Regions from separate parts of the Cyprinus carpio genome. Here region 2 is linked to region 1. The links are chromatin contacts, called in public Hi-C maps. All regions are on one chromosome and are shown on one strand. The core of a region is the stretch at or near the end of the contact, and the rest is flanking DNA. Distances in the headings are between cores, read along the strand shown. Region 1 holds the start of rplp1 (60S acidic ribosomal protein P1). Region 2 has its middle 33 kb from the start of LOC109111567.

Region 1 (5,914 bases), core at 1,734-4,233:
TTTGTGGTTTTATTTCTAATAGTTAACTGTGATTATTCTCTAACTATATCTCGTTTGTGGTCTGTCCTTCAGTTTGGGAAGTTGGACGAATCAGAGAAACGAACAGAGGAATATGACACACTGGTGAGTGCCACACCGCAGTCTTCTGGTGATGTTGAGATATGAATCTAAAGATGTATTTGATTGTTGTTGGTCTGAGCAGGCGATGAAGTATCTGTCATATCTGCTGTATCCTCTGTGTATCAGCGGAGCCGTTTACTCTCTTGTGTTCGTCAAGTACAAAAGGTAAAACAGAGTATTAAACACTTTTTATTTTTTTGCTGAAAAAGTTATCTGAAGTGCACCACTGATGAATATGTTTGTTGTGTTTGAACAGCTGGTACTCCTGGATTATTAACAGTTTAGTCAATGGTACGTTTCACTTTAGAGCTTTCTCTGACTGATTGATTCATTTAGAAACAGTCATGATGGAAGTGTAATTGATCGTTGTTGTTCTCATTCAGGGGTGTATGCCTTTGGATTCCTCTTTATGCTGCCTCAGCTCTTTGTAAATTACAAGGTTTGCTCAGTCTTAAACACTTCTTGCATTCAGAATAATGAAATAATGTTTGATTTAATGATCAATGCATTTGTGTTAACAGCTGAAATCTGTCGCTCATCTGCCCTGGAAAGCCTTCATGTACAAGGTGAGAGACGATAGCACAGTTCTCTGATGCTGTCTGCATTATTAATGTATGATATGTGAAGAAACATTATTTGTTTCGGTAAGTAATACTGCTTTTAAAGTAATGTCTTTAAAATCATGGCTCTGAATTAAAAAAATAAAATAAATAAATAAATAAATAATATAAAAAAAAAATACAAAAAAAAAAAATATATATATATATATATATATATAGATATATATATATATATATATTATATATATATATATATTATATATATATATATGATAAATAGTATTAATATTTACTTTTATAAATAGTAATATATATACAATATTTAAACATATTTAATTTTATATACAGTTTATCTTTATTGTTTCTTTTTTTAAATTCTTTTAACTTTTTAATCTTGTGTAACAATTCTCTATATTTTCTGTTGTGCATTATGCATTGTTTTAAATACATTTTTATTATTATTATTTTAAATAAACTAACATAAAAACCAACAAATGAATAAAGTAATATATTACATTATTTGTCAGATTCAATAAATCATATTTTTTATATCATATTTTTTTCTTATACTTTTAATTATTTTTATCTAAACAAACTTTTTCTGTGCAACAGGTTTTTTCCTCCTATATAACAAATTTCCTTATTTTCTATTGTGCAATATTTTGAATACACTTTTATTATTTTCTAAATAAAACAACATAAAATCTAACAAATTAATAAAATTAATATATCATATCAGGTGTCAGGCTTAATAAATTTTATAAATTTATAAAAATATATATTTATAAAAATTATATAAAAAATATAATTTATAAAAATTATAAATATTTTTTATTATTTTATTATTTTAATTTATTTTTAAATGTTTTTATTTTTCCTTCACAAAGGGATTATTTTGTAATGTAGCAGTTCTCCATTTTTCCTATTGTGTATAAATATCTTTTAAATAAAATAACAAAATCTATCAATTTAATAAAATTATTTCTCATATTAGTTGTCTGATTTAATAAATTAATTATTGACTGCTAATATTGACAGTTCTATAGGTTTGTGTTTCAGTAATAGAGTCCTTATGATTTTGACACTTATGTTTCTCAACAGGCTTTTAATACGTTTATCGATGACGTCTTTGCATTCATCATCACGATGCCCACGTCCCATCGGTTAGCATGTTTCAGAGATGACGTGGTGTTCCTCGTATACCTCTATCAGAGATGGTGAGAAACCACAGTCAAACACTGATCCAGAGCTGATGTTTATAGATGTCTCATGAGATGTTGATGTGGTTTCAGGCTGTATCCAGTGGATAAAACCAGAGTGAACGAGTACGGCGTGTCTTACGATGAAAAGCCCAAAGGAAAATCCCATAAAGACTGACGTCCTCACAACAGAACAGCTCAGCGTTATCTTCAGATCAGTCATCGGGTTCAGTAATATAAGGACAATACTGCATTTGTCTGTCTCTGCTAATCAGAGAGACTGAACCGTTTTCTCGCTGTCGACTCGACCGCAGCGCAAACGGTTGCTCTATCTCCTTCAATTATAAGACGAGAAGTAAAACTATGAAAAGCTTGGTTTAATTTTACAGAATGTATTTCGATGGGACCATTTATTCAGTCTCAGATAGTGTTTTGAAACCAAGACCATATCTCAAGGGTGCCAAAAGACCAGAGTTTCAGATTAATCATGTGATTTGTTTTGAATATGGATTAATTTTAGGAACATGACTGTTGCTTGTGTGTTCAGAGAGAATGATGTATGTTTGTTTTTGTGTTTCATTCCATTAAAAGTGTTTCTGTGATTCAACTGCTTAATTACAGAGACTTAATTAAACAGTTTATTCCTTCTATTGCCTTCATTTCTTTATGTGGCTTTTATGCTTTTCAATTGTTGTTTTTTTTTTACTATATTTACTATTGAACTATGACCTATTATTGCCTACTAAAAAGATATATGTATTCATATATATATATATGTACTAAGTGCAAGTATTGTGCTATAGTACCATGTTTTTTAAACAGAATATGGTAATTTTTTAGTAGCATGGTATTAACATCTGATGAAATCGCTGCAGCTGAGAGCTTTTTTGTTGTTATTGTTTGTTTGTTTAAAAGACGAATTATTATTGAATTCATTCATATTTTAAGAAAGTTAGATTTTATGTTTTGCTTTTTACGCATTTCCTAGTTATATATTAATTCAGTGCTCTCATAAACACGCGGCTATACACAAAATAATTGACAGAAGAAACGAGCCAATCACAGCTTCCGTTCTCTACGCAGATCCCGCCCACTGAAGTGACGCACGAGGCTATATAAGCGATCGCTCCGCCCCCGTTCGGCCCTTTCCGTTCACTGGCATCGCTGTGTTTGAGGTGCTCGGTTCTTCTCACGAAGCTAAGGCCTTTGAATCCGGCGACTAGCACCGTCAAATTTAGGCATCCACGTCTAAAACCTTAACCTGCTGAAAGAACAATGGCATCTGTGTCCGAGCTGGCCTGTATTTACTCCGCTCTCATCCTCCACGATGATGAAGTTACAGTCACGGTGAGTGTGAGGGGTTTGAGCCGCGGCGTGAACATCCGGGACACCGGCACTCCGTCTCCTCAGATATGACACTTATGTGATTATGCGCGGTTTATGTTTCCATATAGCTTAGTTTACTATTTACAGGTCCAGTGTGGCGTTAGAAGCTTAATCTGATGTGTTTATAAGTGAAAACAACAGTTTGAAAGCGTTGTGAGTAACTAGTAGAGAAGCGCGCGCGGTTTCTGTGTGTCCTTGTTTGTTAGCTTATTTTACAGTCTTACTCAAAGCAGCTCACGTGTTTTACTTTTACACACTGAGACTGTGATATTTATCATACAGTATACAGTATTATCACCTTGTAACACTTCTGTACCGTGATAATGTCACAGTACTGAAGTACATTGCATGATCTGTAGACCATTACAGTGACGTCACACGTGTCTGCATGTGATGCTATGATATTTATTTGATATAATTGATTATATTAGTTCTAGAGTATCTGCTACTACTGTGTTTTGTTTGACAGCACCATGATTCTCATCTTGATATCACCACTTTATCTTTGTACTGCCACAGTAGTAATTTTGTTAGGAAAGCATCCAGATATGGTCATAAACTGCTGTTTTTATTCTCTTTTGGTGGTTTTTGCAGGAGGACAAGCTGCTGGCTCTGATCAAGGCCGCCGGTGTGTCCATCGAGCCCTTCTGGCCCGGTCTCTTCGCTAAGGTGCGTTTATTTCCCGGTCCAATTGAACAGTCATGTTGTAGTGCATCTTGAGTCTGAGCTTGAAGTGTGTTGGGGTGAGGTCTGATGTCACTTCCTGTGCTCAGGCTCTGGCCAGCGTGGACATCGGCAGTCTGATCTGTAACGTTGGTGCCGGCGGTGGAGCCGCTCCGGCCGCCGCCGCTGCTGCTGCCGCTCCTGCAGGTGGAGACGCTCCAGGTAACGTCTCGCTCCCCTTCAGACGCTTCCAGGTGTTTAATACGCACCGAGAGTCACTTTCTGAACTTGTGTTCTGTTTGCGTTACAGCCAAAGAGGAGGAGAAGAAAGAGGAAAAGAAAGAAGAGTCTGAGGAGTCTGACGACGACATGGGCTTCGGTCTGTTTGACTAAAGCAGCTCTTTTAATAAAAAAACATTTGAAACTCTCAATACTGTGTGTGTCGTTGCTGGGTCGGGGTTAACCAAACTATTCACTTGTCCTAAAGAATATTACCTTTGTGTTCACTTTGTTCCTGAGTTTTTAAAAACATAATACGAGCTGCTAATGTCTCATTGGTTTTTTTAATGTAAGTTCAAGCATGTTATGGGTGACTCTTTACAATAAGGGTTCATTTGTTAGTGTTTGATAATTACATAAACTAATAAAGTATTAGGCATTTATTAATCTTAATGTTAACTTTGGAGTTTAATGCACTACTCAAAAGATGAATGTTAATAGCTCTGAGAACTAACAATGTTAATAAAAATTGAGTTGTTTGTAAATACTGTAACATATAAATGGCTCATTATTAATATTAACGGTTTAAGATTTTATTGTTAAATGTTACAATATTTTTACTGTGCACCATTTCGTTCTATACATAAAACCTTGCTCGTGGAAACTCGGAAATGTAAGTTTCTAACGAATCTTATGCTTTTCCTTTAAAAAATAGAAAACAAATTAATCCTTTGTGTATAAAGTAGTTTATAATGTGTAAAAAAAAAAAGAGGGAGCCTACATTAGCCAGAAGTTTAAAAGTCTTCACATCCATGGCTTTGTGCAGTTTTGTATGTTTTTAAAGTTAGGCTTATATTTGTAAATAATTAAAAAAAAAAACATTTACTAATTCTACATTACTGAATAATCAAGAGACTTATGATAATTTTGTCAAACATGACTATAACATAATGCTCAGCATTTTTCTTACACAATGCAAAGGGAGTAATTTTGATACAAATGTGTAATATGAGATATAATTCATGAAATCTTAAAATAAATATTGCATAATCATATTTTCTTGGCATCAAATAAATTGAAAACTCATAAATTAGCAAATGCTTTTATCCAAAGTATGTTCAGTTTGATCGTGAGTTTAGACGACTTCATTTCAGAGCATGACTAGAATTTCTTTCTTAGCTGCATTTTAAAACCAAACAATTATCAACTGAAATAAATACTAAATGAAATCAATTGAATAATTTAAACTCCTTAACCCAACCATTACATTTTATTAGCTACTCACCAAAAATGTTCCAATTAATCCAAAGGACTAATAACCATGGAGCAGAAACGAGACAATGACACGTTCAGATAAAGATAAGATTTTATTCGTTAAAAGATCTGTACAGTTGCTTCTTCCTGAGAATAATTTATATCAATGACAAAATGGAAAAATGGATTTTTCGATTTTTCTGTGTACAAAGGTTTTTTTATTGTAAGGTTAAAATGGTTACTCGTGTGTGGTAAAAAACAACAACATGACATGATTTGACAGAATTAAGTCTCTTGAAATGAATTCAGAAGGCAGCTTTGATTATAATTGATCAATATGTGCTCTGATATGTGACTATATTCGCATTGGAATTTCCCTCTGTTTCATACAATAGCTGTGACTCTTTAAAAGATGTGTTAAACATGACTGTGAGTCTGTTCACGAGACTGGCGTCGAACCCCTGAGTTTCTCAGAGGATGCTGTTCAAGCACCTTGATCACCGAAGTCTGAGA
Region 2 (5,452 bases), core at 1,862-4,361, 89 kb after region 1:
GCATGCAGGTAAACAATATATATATAGATTGTTTTTATTTTTAAGTTATTGATTTCAATTTTTACTTTTTATGATTTAATTCATTTTTAGTATTTTTTTCATTTCTTTTATTTAAATTTTTACATTTTTATGACTTCATTCATTTTTAGTATTTTTTTATTTAAAATTTTTTTATTTTTAGAATTTGTTTCATTTTAGTATTTCATTATTTATTGTTTTCATTTTAAAATGATTTATTTTTTACATTTTTGCATTTTTAAGATACAATTCATTTTTAGTGTTTTATTTTGGTTGTTTTAATTTTAACATTAATGGTTTTAATTTTTACTTTTTTATGATTTAATTCATTTTTCGTACTTTTTCATTGCTTTTATATTACTTTTTAATTTTTATGACTTAATTCATTTTTAGTATTTTATATCGTTTTCATTTTAAAATTGTTTATTTTTAGGATTTATTTCATTTTAGTATTTCATTGTTTTCATTTTAAAATTATTTATTATTTAAATTTTTAAAATTTTAAGATACAATTCATTTTAGTGTTTTATTTTGATTGTTTTTATTTTAATTTTTTTTATATATATTTATAATTTATTTCAATGTATTTTTATTTTCATATTTAAGTTATATTTTAATTTAGCATTTTTAGAATTATTTTTTTTTTATTAGTGTTTAATTTGGATTGCTGATTATTTAATTAAATATTAGCTTGTCATTAACTTTTTGAACCCCCTGCAATTCTCTCATATTTTAGCTGATATACTGGTCTATCACTACTTGTGATTTTTATTATTATTTTATTTTTTTGCACTGGTTTTACTCAGAACTAGTATATAAACAACCAGCTCTATAGTAGCTACTTACTTTAGGTCAGGAAAACACAATTCTATTAACTCATCATAGACCAAAAAAAAAAATTAGTTTAAAGGCGTTTTGCTGAAATGTGAAAGTAATTTTTCTAAACATGATGAAAATGCATACACGTGTGTTGTTTCATGTGACTTGCTGAGCAAAACAAAATTGCAATGACCAATGCCATTACCGATATCTAGAAAAAAACTAGAGAAAAAAAATACTGTGCACATAATACAAATTCAGTAAAGGAAATGAGATGCACAAAAAATGCTATGCAACACAGTTATTTTACACACTATTTGCACCACTTTTTACTATTTTACACTACTTTTGATCGGTTAATTGATGCCGATATATTCTCTAAATTGTCAAATATCGGTCTGGCTGACACCCATCACTAGTTAGGAAGACAATGTTGCCCTAAACACACATAGCCAGCTGTTTCTGCCCAGAGGAAAAAGGCGTTTTCCTTTTAAACCCTGAGGGACGATACAAGGTAGCAACATCCTGCATGCTAAACTAATCTCAGTTAAATGCTATGCCACCACACACACACACACACACACACACACACACACACACACATATATACAACTGAACTTCCTGTCACAGCTGCTGAAATCGCAGGCCGTCTTCCTGCGCAGCTAAAACAACAGGATTGCACGCCGTCATATAGATGCATTATGAGGAGAAATCTTGTGGTTATATGTTACAGAATGATTAACAATCTAATCACACAGTGCAAGTCGAGCCGAACTATCAGGTGCACTGCAAATAATGTACAAAACGCCTTTTATGTGAGCCAGATGTTGTATTCACACGGTTAAATCTCTCGTGATGACAATGCAGCGGTCGCAAACCAAACATAATGACGAGTGATGTCAGCCGTAATTCACTCAAACGCTGTGATCTCACAGTCTGGCGGCTGTCGCTCAGCACCGGCTCTAAAAATACCCTGGCCCCGCGCACTGTCATTTCCACTGCCCCGGGACGCACAAAATACAGTATCGCTCGCACACAGAGCTGCCAGAACACATCAGCAAATTACTGAGATTCCCCAGCACAATGAAGCTCTGTTTGCTCTCTGATCACATTCAAGGATGAGGAGCTCGACTGACATGCAGAACATCAAACTGGTGTAATCATTAGTGTGAGGGGATATATATACTTTTTTATTTCATTGTGCTTTCATATAATTTCCTACCATTCAATTAATGTACTCAATATCAATATTAATTCTAAGCATGATCTACTGCAGCCTATTGAATCATAACATACAGTATGTATCATGATGTGATGTGTATCATTATATTAAAAACATTACTTCCAAATTAATGTCCAAATTATGTGAAACCCTGTCCAAAATGTACTAATGAACTAATAATGCAACAATCCCTCAATAAGCCTAAGGAAAGTCAATTGAATAAAAGGTTGCAATTCAAATTTTGATGCAAGTTTGTTTGAGGGATTGTGTGGGATTTATACATTTATTTTTCCAAATAATCACACATTAAAAAAAATAAATAAATAAACATTTTCCCACATTGCTTGAATAATCTGCCTGCAAAAAAATACATAATGTAAAATAAAATGATGAAACAAACAAAAAATTGTTTAAATAAATCTGATATTACCATGGTACGCTGTCCAAAAAGTACAGAAATGCTCTAATATATGTACTAAAAATCATGTTCAATAAAAAATAAATATCATTACAATGGTACATCTCCAAAAAAACATAGTATTACTCTGGTACACACCCATAAAGTGATAAAAACAAAGCACATCTCCAAAAATAAACACAGTATTACTATGGGGCATACCCATAAAGCATGGTAAATATTTTGTAAATCTAATAAAAATTAAAATAAAAAAAAATATATATATCGAATTTATTGTTTTATATTTCCTTCATGTATTTTTCAAAGCAATGCTTATGCTCTGCAAACAATCCATACATTACAATACCACTATTTTATCATTTATTCTTATATACTAAATCTATATTTATATATAATACTTAGTGATAACTTTTGTTGATTGAAATAGCTGAGCTTGTAGAATAACACAAACTGTCATCAAATCCTGCTGCTGTACCCTTGATAAACAGAAACTCTGTGTAAAACACAACACAATGGGTTTGTGCTGAAGTAGTGTGGCATAAACTTTAGAAACTGACGTCAACATAAACCTCCGAAGTCACTAGATTCGATCCAATGAATCCGACGCGCGTCACAATCAGCGCGCACACATATCGGATCCAAATCCATCAGATTTAGAGCAGTATTCCTCATGAAGGCATGGCACGGTCGATCCAGCACAGGAACGCTCATATTAATGGTTTACAGTGACAGTTTGTTTCTTTCTAACAGATGTGTGAAGGCATGAATGCGCGCTACTCACTCGTTTATTGTGAGATCGTCTGCGGTGATATTCCAGAAGCCGCTTTTCCCGTCTTCTCCAATCGATCCTCTCTCATTCCTGCTTTTCATTCCCTCTCATTCCAACATGGCTGACGGGCAGAACCCAGCCCACTCCTGCTCCACACACACACACACACATACACACTCCTCCCAGTCCCGAATGAATGAACACCGCTGGAGTCGCGCACCAGACTTTGGCCACTGGCGCCGGGTTAGTCCGATTCATTTAGCGAATCGATTCGCTCGAACGGTCAAATGAACGCTCTCGCCGATTCTTTTGAATTCAAATGTATACGACCTTAAAGGGCTAGTTCACCAAAAAATTATAATTCTGTCATTGTGTGTAAGAATGTCGGTAAAACAGTCCATGTGACATGAGTTGCTTTTTGTGCACAAAGAAAACAAAAATAACAATTTTTTCAACAATTATTCTTTCAGAGTTACTATCTTCTACCATTTTGGAGAGTATCAGGATGCAATTATTCTACATTAACTGAAATAATAAATAACTGCAAATAATTTTATTCAGATCGGGACTTCAAATTGCGTATCGCAAATCAATTTATTTAGGTTGGGACTTCGGAGCGGGTTCGCAAATCATTTGATTCAGATTGAAATTTCGCAGCTGGTTCGCGAATCATTTCGTGAATTGGTTGATTGAGATCTGCGCTCCGAAGTCATGATCTGAAACATTGGTTCGCGTATCATTATTCAGATAGGACCTCTGGGATCGTGAATCATTCGATTTAAAGGGTTAGTTCACCCAAAAATGAAAATTACCCCATGATTAACTTACCCTCGAGCCATCCTAGATGTATATAACTTTCTTCTTTTAGACAAATACAATCAGAGTTATATTAAAAAAAAAACAACTTCCTGGCTCTTCTAAGCTTTATAATGGGAGTGGATGGTAGCCCATCCGCTGGACACCACTCTCTCGTGAACGCGCATATGACAGTTAGCGGAAGCTAGAGATTAATATTTATTAAGTTGTAAATATGGATATTTTTCTTACACAAACGCATCATGTTGCTTCAGAAGGCCTTTATTAACCCACCGGAACCGTGTGGAGTTCTTTTATAATGGATTGGTTAAATTCTTTGGACTTCATGGGTTAATTTTCATTTTTGGGTGAACTATACCTTTAAATCAGAGCTCAGAGCGGGCTCGCGAATCTTTTGATTCAGATCTGAACTTCGAGGTGCGGAACGCGAATCATTCAGAACTGCGGAGCAGGTTCGCGATTCATATCGCAAATTCAGATGGGTATCATTTGAATTAGATCGGAACTTCGGAGCGGACTCGCGAATCTTTTGATTCAGATTGGGACTTTGGCGCTCGTATCGCGAATCTTTTTTTCTGATTTCTTTTTTTATTAAACAGTATATCAAATATCAAACTAGACAGTACAGTAATAAAACCAAATCAAAGAAAAAATAAAGAAAGTGCATACAAATACAAAATGAACCATGGTTTTACTATAGTAGATTATCTTCTTCCTAAACAGGCTTCACTTACAGTTGAGCGATTGATAAAAGTTTTGCGAAACGGTTCGATCGAATCATTCCGAGGAATCAGTTCAAAAGATGGATTCGTTCGCTCACTGGGCAAACACGCCTGGACACAATGGAGTAGCCTGACTATGAATGACTCTCATGAGTTGAACAGTGGACGTTTGTGTTTGTGGTCTCTATAGGGACTCAGTGTCCATCTGAGAGAGCACATTGCTCAAGAAGAGACTGTTTTCTGTGTCTGAATAGAGCAGCTGTTCTATTCTATTCAATTTGAGAATATGAACTATGGAAATTCAGTGATAGCAAATCACTGAATCACTTTGGAAAGTCAGTCATACCAAATCAATTAATAATGTTTGGCGTGGCACATAATGTCTATTGGGTTTTAAAAACCCTTAATTCAGCAATTTATTCCATTGTCACGCCCTGAGGAGTCTCATTCTTGTGTGGTTACTGTACTGATATCAGCAGCTTTTCATGATCATGTGATTGTTGCTCCTTTATATGCTGATCTGGGATCAGCTCTTCAAGATTAAACCATAAACATAATCACCATGGGTGAAACCACATCTGTTTGATCTCAGATCAGCAGAACTGTGGCTTTGCTGACTTTTATAATCATGTTCATCAAATAAAAGCATTATGGACCCACCTAAATGA

What was found. A called contact is a pair of places that touch in the nucleus more often than the background predicts.
Region 2: a contact with region 1 is called in a Hi-C map of skeletal muscle, with 4 times the contacts expected there. The contact joins the enhancer-like site here to the promoter of rplp1 in region 1. A contact is called at or near these places in 4 of 8 Hi-C or Micro-C datasets (liver and skeletal muscle).

Annotation. Positions count from the first base shown.
Region 1 is chrB19:25,736,518-25,742,431 of ASM1834038v1, forward strand. It overlaps rplp1 (60S acidic ribosomal protein P1), which reads left to right and starts at 2,984. Exons shown (of 4, transcript XM_019107107.2): 1 at 2,984-3,226; 2 at 3,860-3,934; 3 at 4,039-4,150; 4 at 4,239-4,359. The coding sequence starts at 3,155. The coding sequence ends at 4,321. It overlaps clptm1l (cleft lip and palate transmembrane protein 1-like protein), which reads left to right. Exons shown (of 17, transcript XM_042744984.1): 11 at 73-123; 12 at 203-285; 13 at 377-411; 14 at 504-559; 15 at 642-686; 16 at 1,782-1,897; 17 at 1,973-2,527. The coding sequence ends at 2,057. It overlaps LOC109058674 (focal adhesion kinase 1-like), which reads right to left. Exons shown (of 29, transcript XM_042746003.1): 29 at 5,660-5,914. The coding sequence ends at 5,886.
Region 2 is chrB19:25,825,785-25,831,236 of ASM1834038v1, forward strand. No RefSeq gene overlaps it. Among protein-coding and RNA genes, the nearest start is that of LOC109111567, 33 kb to the left of the region's middle. Within about 2 kb of position 3,112, at least 7 of the 8 cell types and tissues checked have an H3K27ac peak or open chromatin away from gene starts, as enhancers often do. A contact at or near this core is called in liver and skeletal muscle, where this site is marked.